Regions from separate parts of the Mus musculus genome. Here regions 2 and 3 are each linked to region 1. A link is a contact called in public HiChIP or PLAC-seq and promoter capture Hi-C data. All regions are on one chromosome and are shown on one strand. The core of a region is the stretch at or near the end of the contact, and the rest is flanking DNA. Distances in the headings are between cores, read along the strand shown.

Region 1 (2,899 bases), core at 167-2,666:
CATGGAAAAATGCCTGGAGTCTATGCGTCAAGGTGAGGAGGCAAAGATTCACCTTCCTGGATCCTCTGCACCTCTTGCTAAACTCAGACTGGATTCCTTCACCAATGGCCGGGACTCCTGGGAGATGGAGGCTATGGAGAAGGAGGCTCTGGCCAAAGAAGAACACAGAAGGGGTACAGAACTGTTTCGAGCTGGGAACCCTCAAGGGGCTGCCCGATGCTATGGACGGGCTCTCCGACTGCTGCTGACGTTGCCCCCACCCGGCCCTCCCGAACGAACTACCCTTTATGCCAATCTGGCTGCCTGCCAGTTGCTGCTAGGACACCCCCAGTTGGCAGCCCAGAGCTGTGACCGAGTGCTGGAGCGGGAGCCGGGCCATTTAAAGGCCTTATACCGAAGGGGGGTTGCTCGGGCTGCCCTCGGGGACTTGGAAAAAGCCACTGCTGATTTCAAGAAAGTGCTAGCAGTAGATCCCAAAAACCGTGCAGCGAAAGAGGAGCTGGGGAAGGTGGTCATTCAGGGAAGGAAACAGGATGCAGGGCTGGCTCGGGGACTGCGCAAGATGTTTAGCTGATTAAAGGAGACAGGAACCCGCGAACTGTGGTCTGTGTTGTGGAATTTTCAAGGGCCCCGAAGGAAGTTGTTTGAACTCGTATCTCGTTCTGACCTACAGGGAGTTAGCGACGGTGTCAGTGAGCCACTTGGTGGAGGGAGTCCCGGGAAGCGTATCCACCTCCGAGGATAGGAGAGGTTGTCTATTTGGGACTGGCTGTGGCAAACGCCAGAACTTCCGGATGTCAGGGAGTTGCATCCCAGGGAGGTGGAGTTACAAGTGGTTGCGTGTCGCCAGGTGTGGGTGCTGAGAATGTAATCCAGACCCTTATAAGAGCAACAAGCACTTTCCTTTTGGGTGGGAGGGTTTGAGACAGGGCTTCTCTGTGTAACAACCCTGGCCGTCCTGGAGCACACTTTGTAGACCAGGCTGAGATCCGCCTGCCTCTGCCTCCTGAGTGCTGGGATTAAAGGCGTGCACCACTACCGCCTAGTCGCAATAAGCAATATTAAACTGCTGAGCCATCTCTTATCCTAAATGCTGGAACTTTGCTCATTCGTTTATTCATTAATAATTCATTCATTATGCGTGTGCCTTCATGAGTTTATGGGCACCACATGGGTGCAGATGTTTGCGGACAACTGCTCAAGCATGAACACTCTAGCCCAGATGCCGGAACCCTAAGTGCTAGGAACTACATTTCCCACAATGCTAGTTTCTGGGGCCTGTACGGCGCACGCACAGTCTCGCCTGGATCGGTAAAGCGGCTGACCCGTGCCATTGGCCCGGCATGCACAGTCATTGCTCCTTCGTGTCACGTGTTCACCAACTAAGCCTCTGACTGGTCATCAGGACTTCCGGGACGCCGGTTTTCCTCAGCGAGCTCATGGATTTGCCGCGGCCGGGAGGAGGCGGGCCGGGGAGCCGGCTCATGGTGGGGGGTGGGGGGAAGATGGCGGAGCTGATGCTCCTCAGTGAGATCGCCGACCCGACGCGCTTCTTCACCGACAACCTGCTGAGTCCGGAGGACTGGGGTGCGCGGAGTGGGGCCCCGGGGGAGGAGCGGGCTGAGGCTCGCCATGGGCCCGAGGCACGCGGGAAGGCAGCAGAGGGTGAACGAGGAAGGCTGGGCGGACGCCGAGCCCATCCTCCGAGGGAGAGCGCAGCGGGACTCGCGCTTCCCCGGGATGCGGGAGGAGGGAAGACCTTGGTCTCCCGTGGGAGCACGGGGCTGCCCGGGGTCAGGGGAGAGGGGCTGGACGCCTTAGGGTGTAAGGCTGAGCGAGTGGGCGGGCGGTGGGTCTGGCCCGGCCGAGCCAATGAGGGATGGAGCCGGGGCTGGCGTGCCACCCTCCTGACACGCGGGCCTCCATGCAGACAGCACCTTGTACAGTGGCCTGGATGAAGTGGCCGAGGAGCAGGCACAGTTGTTCCGTTGCGTGGAGCAGGATGTCCCGGTATTGCTACCTCAGAGTTTCTCTTATGACCCTTGGTGGTGGGAGGGCGACCCCAAACTTGGAGTCATTGCCAAGCCACAGAGCTCATCAGGGTGTCACCCCTGCTCATGTTAAACTCGAAAATTTCGAGGAGAAAGACCAGTTTCAAAAGTCCATTGGTCTAATTGGCTCAAGTTTTATTTTAGAGGCGCACCCGGGACTAGCCAACTAAGTCAGGATTTTAGAGAGCAGCCCCTTCTGGCCTTTTGGGATCCTTCTTATGGGGTACAGATAAAAGACTGACAGCTGTGTGTCTACAGGGGCGAGAATAGGTGGTTAGTGGTTGTTAGTAAAATACAACGAAAGCAAAAGAGAAACATTTTTTTCTGTAAACTATGGAGCCTTGACACAGTGGGCGTCTTAATTTGCAAGCTGTGTCGCTCCTGTTTTGCTGTCGTACTTTCTCACCTTCCTGCCCGCTAATATGTCCCACTGCTTAGTTTGACAGCAGCTCTCTGGATGTGGGGATGGATGTCAGCCCCCCTGAGCCCCCTTGGGACCCTCTACCCATCTTCCCAGGTAAGGCGCCCTTAGGATTCCCCTCATCTTTCCAAATGCCCTTCTCTTCCCACTGCTTCCCAGAAACTAACATCCCTGTGTGCTCCTCCCTGTGATCCCTGGGGTGTTGTCTGCCCTTACTCTCCTGCCCCACCTCAGCACCACGCTACAGGCAATGCTAGGCTCTGCTCCTCCGTTACTCATTTCTGCAGTGTTGGTTTGGCACAGGCAAGACATGGTCTCAGCCCCGAGCCTCGTCCCCAGCCTCCCTGCTTACCTCGGAACTTTTCTCCCCCCCAGATCTTCAGGTGAAGTCCGAGCCATCCTCTCCCTGCTCGTCCTCCTCCCTCAG
Region 2 (2,899 bases), core at 193-2,692, 440 kb after region 1:
GTGTACATATATGGATACACACACAAATGTAACTTTACAAAAGGGGAAGGGATTCGGTGTGGTAGTGATGCATGCCTTTACTCCTAGCACTTTAAGATTTATTTCTACATATATAAGTACTCCATCTGCTTGTATATCTGCATGCCAGAAGAGGGGATCAGATCGTAAGCCACCATGTGGTTGCTGAGAATTGTATGTAGGACATCTCGAAAAGCAGCCAGAGCCCTTTACCACCAATCCTAGCACTTTGAACAAGGTTTCTCTATATAGCCCTGAGTGGCCTGGAACTCACTACATACGTAGACTAGGGTGGCCTGGAACTCAAGAGGCCAATCTGTCAACACACCCATCTCTCTCTGTCTCTCAAGTGCTGGGATTAAAAGCATGTGGCACTACATCGGGCAGATTACTTCTTTCAAAAACTTAAAAAAAAAAAAAAAAGATTCTTGGGTTAGAGAGATGGCTCAGTGGTTAAGAGCACTGACTGCTCTTCCAGAGATCCTAAGTTCAAGTCCCAGCAGCAACCACATGGTGGCTCACAACCATCTGTAATGAGATCAGACGCCCTCTTCTGGTGTGTCTGAAAACAGCTACAGTGTATTCATATACATAAAATAAAAAAAAATTTAAATAGAATTCTTCAGAAGAATCCTGCTATTTCTTCTAATGGATACATCCCTAGATCTGTGTGTGTGTGTGTGTGTGTGTGTGTGTGTGTAACCCAGGGCTTTCAGCATGTTAAGCAAAGTTTTCTATACTTGAGCTACAAATCCAGACACTAGCCTCTTTTCTTGAAGTTCTTGTCAAATGCTCCTACTCTCACCCAGTGATCGTTCCAGAACATGCTGACATTAAGGGATAGGGTTTAAAAAAAAAAAAAAAGTGAAGCCAGGCGTGGTAGTGCACGCCTTTAATCCCAGCACTGGGGAGGCAGAGGCAGGTAGATTTCTGAGTTCGAGGCCAGCCTGGTCTACAGAGTGAGTTCCAGGACAGCCAGGGCTACACAGAGAAACCCTGTCTCGAAAAACCAAAAAAAAAATGTGGGGGCTGGAGAAATGCTCAGCGGTTAAGAGCATTGACTGCGCTTCCGAAGATCATGAGTTCAAATCCCAGCAACCACATGGTGGTTCACAACCATCTGTAATGAGATCTGATGCCCTCTTCTGGTGTGTCTCTAGACAGTAACAGTGTACTCACATAATAAATAAAGAAATCTTTAAAAAAAAAAAAGTAACCACCTGGGGCATTCATTTTCTTAAGTTTCTCTATTCAGAACAGCTCTAACTAACTGTAGACCGTCGCCCACTGCGCTGAACACTCCTCTCGTGGCGAGAACGTCAGGCTGGACCCTGCCACGGGGCGAGCGGATACGTGCTGACGTCACGCACGCACACAGGCACGCACGCAGCGCCCAGGAGACTACGGGCGGGGCCGGCGGGGACCTGAGGCCGAGGGACAGCGGCCCGAGCCGGGGCTATGGCGAAGCTCCTGAGCTGCGTCCTCGGCCCCCGGCTCTACAAGATCTACCGGGAGAGGGACACGGACCGGGCCGCGTCCAGCGTCCCCGAGACTCCCACTGCCGTCCCCGCCGCCTCGTCCAGCTCCTGGGTGAGTCGGGTTCCCCCCGGCGGAGAGCATGGTATGGTCCAGACCGCGCTGCGCTGCGCTCGCCCGGCGCGCCCACTGTGGGAAACGGGGGAGCCCGCTTGTCAAGTGGCGGTCGCGCACGCAGTCCGCCTGCGGGCGCTTCCCGGCCCCCTCCCAGTCACGCAGGGCCCAGCCGCCGCCTCTCTTTACGGCTTTGGAGGAACTCTTCCTCACACCCACCACCACGCTTGCTTTTTTTTTTCCCCCTCCGCGTCCCCCGAATGGCTGGTCCCAGTTGAGTTTGGAGTCCCCTGCGCGCACTGGCTTTTGCCCACCTACTCCCAATTTCTCCCAGGATCTGTTGACTTTCTCTTTAACCTGACTTTTCAGTTTCAAAAATGACTTCATGTCATGTATTTACTTGTGCGCCTTGTGCCCCCAAACCTAGCCTGAAAACCAGGGTCTTGCATTCAGGGTGGTAGTTTGCTCTCCAAAATGTTTTTGTTTTTATTGGTTGCAAATTATGTTTAGGAGGCTTTCCGAAGTGCCCACACTTAGCGACATTTTTCCCGGAATCGACTTACATCAAATGCTATTCCTTCCCTCTTAGAATTGTCATGGAGTCTCTCATTTTCAATTTTACTCCTCTCCCCATAGTGACACAATCATATCTGTATGGAGTTTCAGGGGAAAAAAAGGACCGGTTTTCCAAATGCTGCTTTCACTTTTGCTTCCAAGCCTAGCACCCCGTGATTGCTTTCAGGGTGAGGGGTGAAATGTCAGGGGGGGGGAGTTGAAGCTTCAGCAGAAACAGGAGTATCCCAGGAGAAATGGCCACAGAGGCTAGAACCAGGTGACACAGGTTAGGGCTTCTGGAAGGGAGGAAGGGCCTGTCAGCTGGCAAGGTCCTTAACAGGCCATCTGTTTTGGCAGGATACGTATTATCAGCCTCGGGCCCTGGAGAAACATGCAGACAGCATCCTGGCACTGGTAAGTCAGTCCCAGCATCTGCCAGTCAAACCCAGCCCTGGAGAAGGCAACACCCCAGGAGGTGAGGGGTGCTCTGGGCCCTGTACAGCAGAGCTTGCACAGAGGACCAGCGTATCCCAAGTGCCTACCGTTGGCATTCTCCCTTAGGAAGTCCCCTTTGTGTACCATAAGCTTTTTCCAGAGCAGTTTGAGCCCTAAGGATAACAAATTTACCTTTGGGATCGGCTGCAGGTCTCTGAGTCTTGCAGTCCCTAGTGACCTATCCTCCCTGGCAACTAACTTCTGTGGCTGCAGAGACAGCTGTTCTCCCTGGCAGAGTTCC
Region 3 (2,899 bases), core at 102-2,601, 350 kb after region 1:
TGGTTGTCATTGGAGTCTTGATCCCGTCTGGGGCACTTGGCAGCATCTCCCGTCTAGTGATCGAGACTTCATCACCTGGTTGGAAACAATGGTGGTTAGGTGTTGCATAGATCTGCCATGTTTGGCCCAATCCATTTCTGTACCTTGTAAAGGACCTGTAAGCACTCTTGTCTACAGCTGGCATGAAGTTTTTCTGCCTGATTTCTCTCTCCGTGTACTTTTGAATAATACAAAGACAACTTTACACAGTACACAAGAGATTATCCCAACAGGCCTTTCTCCCCCAACCCCCCTTTCTTTTCTTCTTCTTTTTTTCTTGGTTTTTCGAGACAGGGTTTCTCTGTGTAGCTCTGGCTGTCCTCGAACTCAAGAAATCCGCCTGCCTCTGCCTCACACTCATAAGTGCTGGGATTAAAGGCATGCGCCACCACTGCCAGGCTAGCAGTGGCCTCTCAAAAGCACTGCGAACTTATGTTTTCCCTCTAGGTTTGAGCTTTAGTAGACCAGCTGGAGTGCTTCTGCCTTTGGGTCCCCTGCCCTTCCTTCACGTGACTCCATGTCAGGCAGTGAGCGCTCAGCACCTAGAGCCCCTTTCCTGTTTTACCTGGGTTAGATCCGAGGATCTTCCGCGAACTGGCGGTGCACTCCGTTACCAAAAGCCTGACATGGCCTTGAGCACACCCCATCAGTACGCTTTCTAAAAGCATAAGATAAATACAAGCAAGAGACGCGGAACGCACGGTGCATTTACCAACGCCAGGGAATTACCAACCTTTCATTCCCTACAGCAACAGCTCCCAGCAGCCAGGCACTGCTTGTGAAAGACCCCCAAGCTGGGTAGTCAATCACTCTGAGGAGACCCTCCCAAGGATCAGCGAGGCCACGATTCGGATGCAACAGCAAAAGGCTTTATTGGGAACACGGGTACCCGGGCGACTCAGTCTATCGGATGACTGGCGCGCCGAGTGTGGAGTACTTACCCTTCTTATAGGGCTAGGGCTGGGGGGCAAAAAGCGCGGGTACAGAAGCGAGAAGCGAGCTGATTGGTTAGTTTAAATAAGGCTTGGGGTATTTCCCGGTCATTTGGGGAACCTGAAACTGAGGTGGGACTTTCCAGAAACTGTTGCTGGTTTCGCTTTATCTGAGTACCATCTGTTCTTGGCCCTGAGCCGGGGCCCAGGTGCTTGACCACAGATATCCTGTTTGGCCCCTGTCCCGGTATTATTCAGCCTTATTCTTTAACTAAACTTCCTTGTAACTTTTGAGAACTCAGCTCTGGTACTTTATCATGCCTTGCAAAATGGCGTTACTGCAGCTAACTTGCTAAGCCTTATGGTGGGGTCTTTCACTTGGAGCAGCCCGAGATTCTGCAGCTCGCCCTGCAAAAGGCGGAAACCTGGGACCAAGCACGCACTCCAGACACTAGGGCTTTCGTTTTCCCGCGCTCTAGACACGAAGACCCCGGGCTGCCCGCGGCGGCGCCTGACCCGAGGGCCACGGGCTGCCCGCGGCGGCGCCTGACCCAGACCCAGGCTCGTCCCGGCACGCGGGTTCCCGTCTCCGTGCTGCACGAGCCACTCTGGCCCCTGCTTGACCCGTCCGGCAGCGGTGGGCCGCGCACGGACCCTCGGGATCGCGCACGCACAGGCGGGGCCCGGCAGCCCTGCGAGGACCCGAGTCCGGAAACGTGCGCTGTCACAAAGGGGGGGACACGTGGGTGCCGCTGTCCCGGCCGCGTTCTCCCGCAGCGGGAGAGCTGCCTCCGCTGCCCGCCACCTCCACCCCGGCCGCCCTGTGGGGCCGCGGCCGTAGCCGGCCGAGTGTGATCGCCGCCTTCAGTACGTACACGCGGCGCGGCCTCCCCTCTCCAACCCGAGGGGGCGGGCGATCGGGGTCCCGCCTCCTCCTCTAGGCGCTGCTGGCGGCTGCTCGGCCAGGCCTAGGGTCCGGCCGGGCGCCTGCGTACCTTGCAGCACGTGCTCAGGTCCCCTCCTCAATCTGCCGGGTCTCTCCTCAGGTCACTGCACCGCGTTCGGACCCTGCACAGCCATGTCCATCCTCTACGTCTCTCCTCACCCCGACGCCTTCCCCAGCCTCCGAGCCCTCATCGCTGCCCGATACGGGGAAGCTGGTGACGGTCCCGGGTGGGGAGGCCCTCACCCCCGCATCTGCTTGCAGCCTCCCCCGAGCAGCCGGACTCCATTCCCTCCGCCTCGCCTGCCCGCCCTGGAGCAGGGACCTGGCGGCCTGTGGGTGTGGGGGGCCCCGGCTGTAGCTCAGCTGTTGTGGCCTGCAGGCCTGGGGGGACCCGGGGGCAGCCGGGCAGCTGTCCTGGTCCAGCAGTGGGTCAGTTATGCTGACACGGAGCTCATACCCGCTGCCTGCGGGGCGACCCTGCCTGCCCTGGGACTTCGAGGTCCTGGTCAGGATCCCCAGGTGAGAGGGAAGAAAAAGGGAGAAATTCTGACTACACAAACAGGATTGGGAAGAATCCCACGAAAAAAGTCGGTTGTCAGGCGGTCGCATCTCTGCCTGCCACCTGGTGTAGTAACTTTGGGAACACTTTTTCTCGAGCCTTGGTCTTCTATGTCTGAGAATGCAAGATGATGAAATCTCTTCCTTCCTCCGGGGGTGTGATACATGAGCGCCCGGGAGTGGAGCGTGGTTTTGCTGTTTTCACTACGTTTGGAGTGTGTGTGTGTGTGTGTGTGTGTGTGTGTGTGTGTCTTTAAATTAGGTCTCGCTCTAACTGAATGGCTCGGAACGAACGCACTGGTGTGCCAAGCATTCCCAAGTCTGTCTTTGGGTTTCTGTTGCCATGTTTAAAACAACATGACCAAAAGCGCCTTGGGAAAGAAAGGAATTGTTTCAGGTTACAGCTCTCCATCACTGAAGGAAG

What was found. Promoter capture Hi-C pulls out the DNA fragments that hold promoters and counts their contacts. HiChIP or PLAC-seq counts read pairs in DNA pulled down with a chosen protein or histone mark.
Region 2: a promoter capture Hi-C map of liver shows a contact between it and region 1, with 5 times the contacts expected there. The contact joins the promoter of Abhd16a here to the promoter of Atf6b in region 1. A contact is called at or near these places in 8 of 39 promoter capture datasets (the 3T3-L1 cell line, cranial neural crest, embryonic stem cells and 4 more), 1 of 484 Hi-C or Micro-C datasets (muscle stem cells) and 3 of 9 other capture datasets (adipose tissue, liver and pancreatic islet).
Region 3: an H3K4me3 HiChIP or PLAC-seq map of embryonic stem cells shows a contact between it and region 1, with 11 read pairs. The contact joins the promoter of D17H6S56E-5 here to the promoter of Atf6b in region 1. A contact is called at or near these places in 3 of 39 promoter capture datasets (liver, neural stem cells and second pharyngeal arch cranial neural crest), 2 of 484 Hi-C or Micro-C datasets (B cells and embryonic stem cells), 4 of 115 datasets of contacts at active chromatin or transcription factors (T-cell acute lymphoblastic leukemia, embryonic stem cells, memory CD8 T cells and 1 more) and 3 of 9 other capture datasets (adipose tissue, liver and pancreatic islet).

What each region holds. Positions count from the first base shown.
Region 1 is chr17:34,645,730-34,648,628 of GRCm38.p6, forward strand. Atf6b (activating transcription factor 6 beta) reads left to right here and starts at 1,417. Exons shown (of 18, transcript NM_017406.4): 1 at 1,417-1,587; 2 at 1,931-2,010; 3 at 2,490-2,568; 4 at 2,848-2,899. The coding sequence starts at 1,485. It overlaps Fkbpl (FK506 binding protein-like), which reads left to right. Exons shown (of 2, transcript NM_019873.3): 2 at 1-1,088. The coding sequence ends at 574.
Region 2 is chr17:35,087,849-35,090,747 of GRCm38.p6, forward strand. Abhd16a (abhydrolase domain containing 16A) reads left to right here and starts at 1,443. Exons shown (of 20, transcript NM_178592.3): 1 at 1,443-1,608; 2 at 2,521-2,577. The coding sequence starts at 1,477.
Region 3 is chr17:34,999,395-35,002,293 of GRCm38.p6, forward strand. D17H6S56E-5 (DNA segment, Chr 17, human D6S56E 5) reads right to left here and starts at 1,352. Exons shown (of 2, transcript NM_033075.3): 1 at 773-1,352; 2 at 1-75. The coding sequence starts at 779. Vars (valyl-tRNA synthetase) reads left to right here and starts at 1,513. Exons shown (of 30, transcript NM_011690.3): 1 at 1,513-1,838; 2 at 2,018-2,436. The coding sequence starts at 2,050.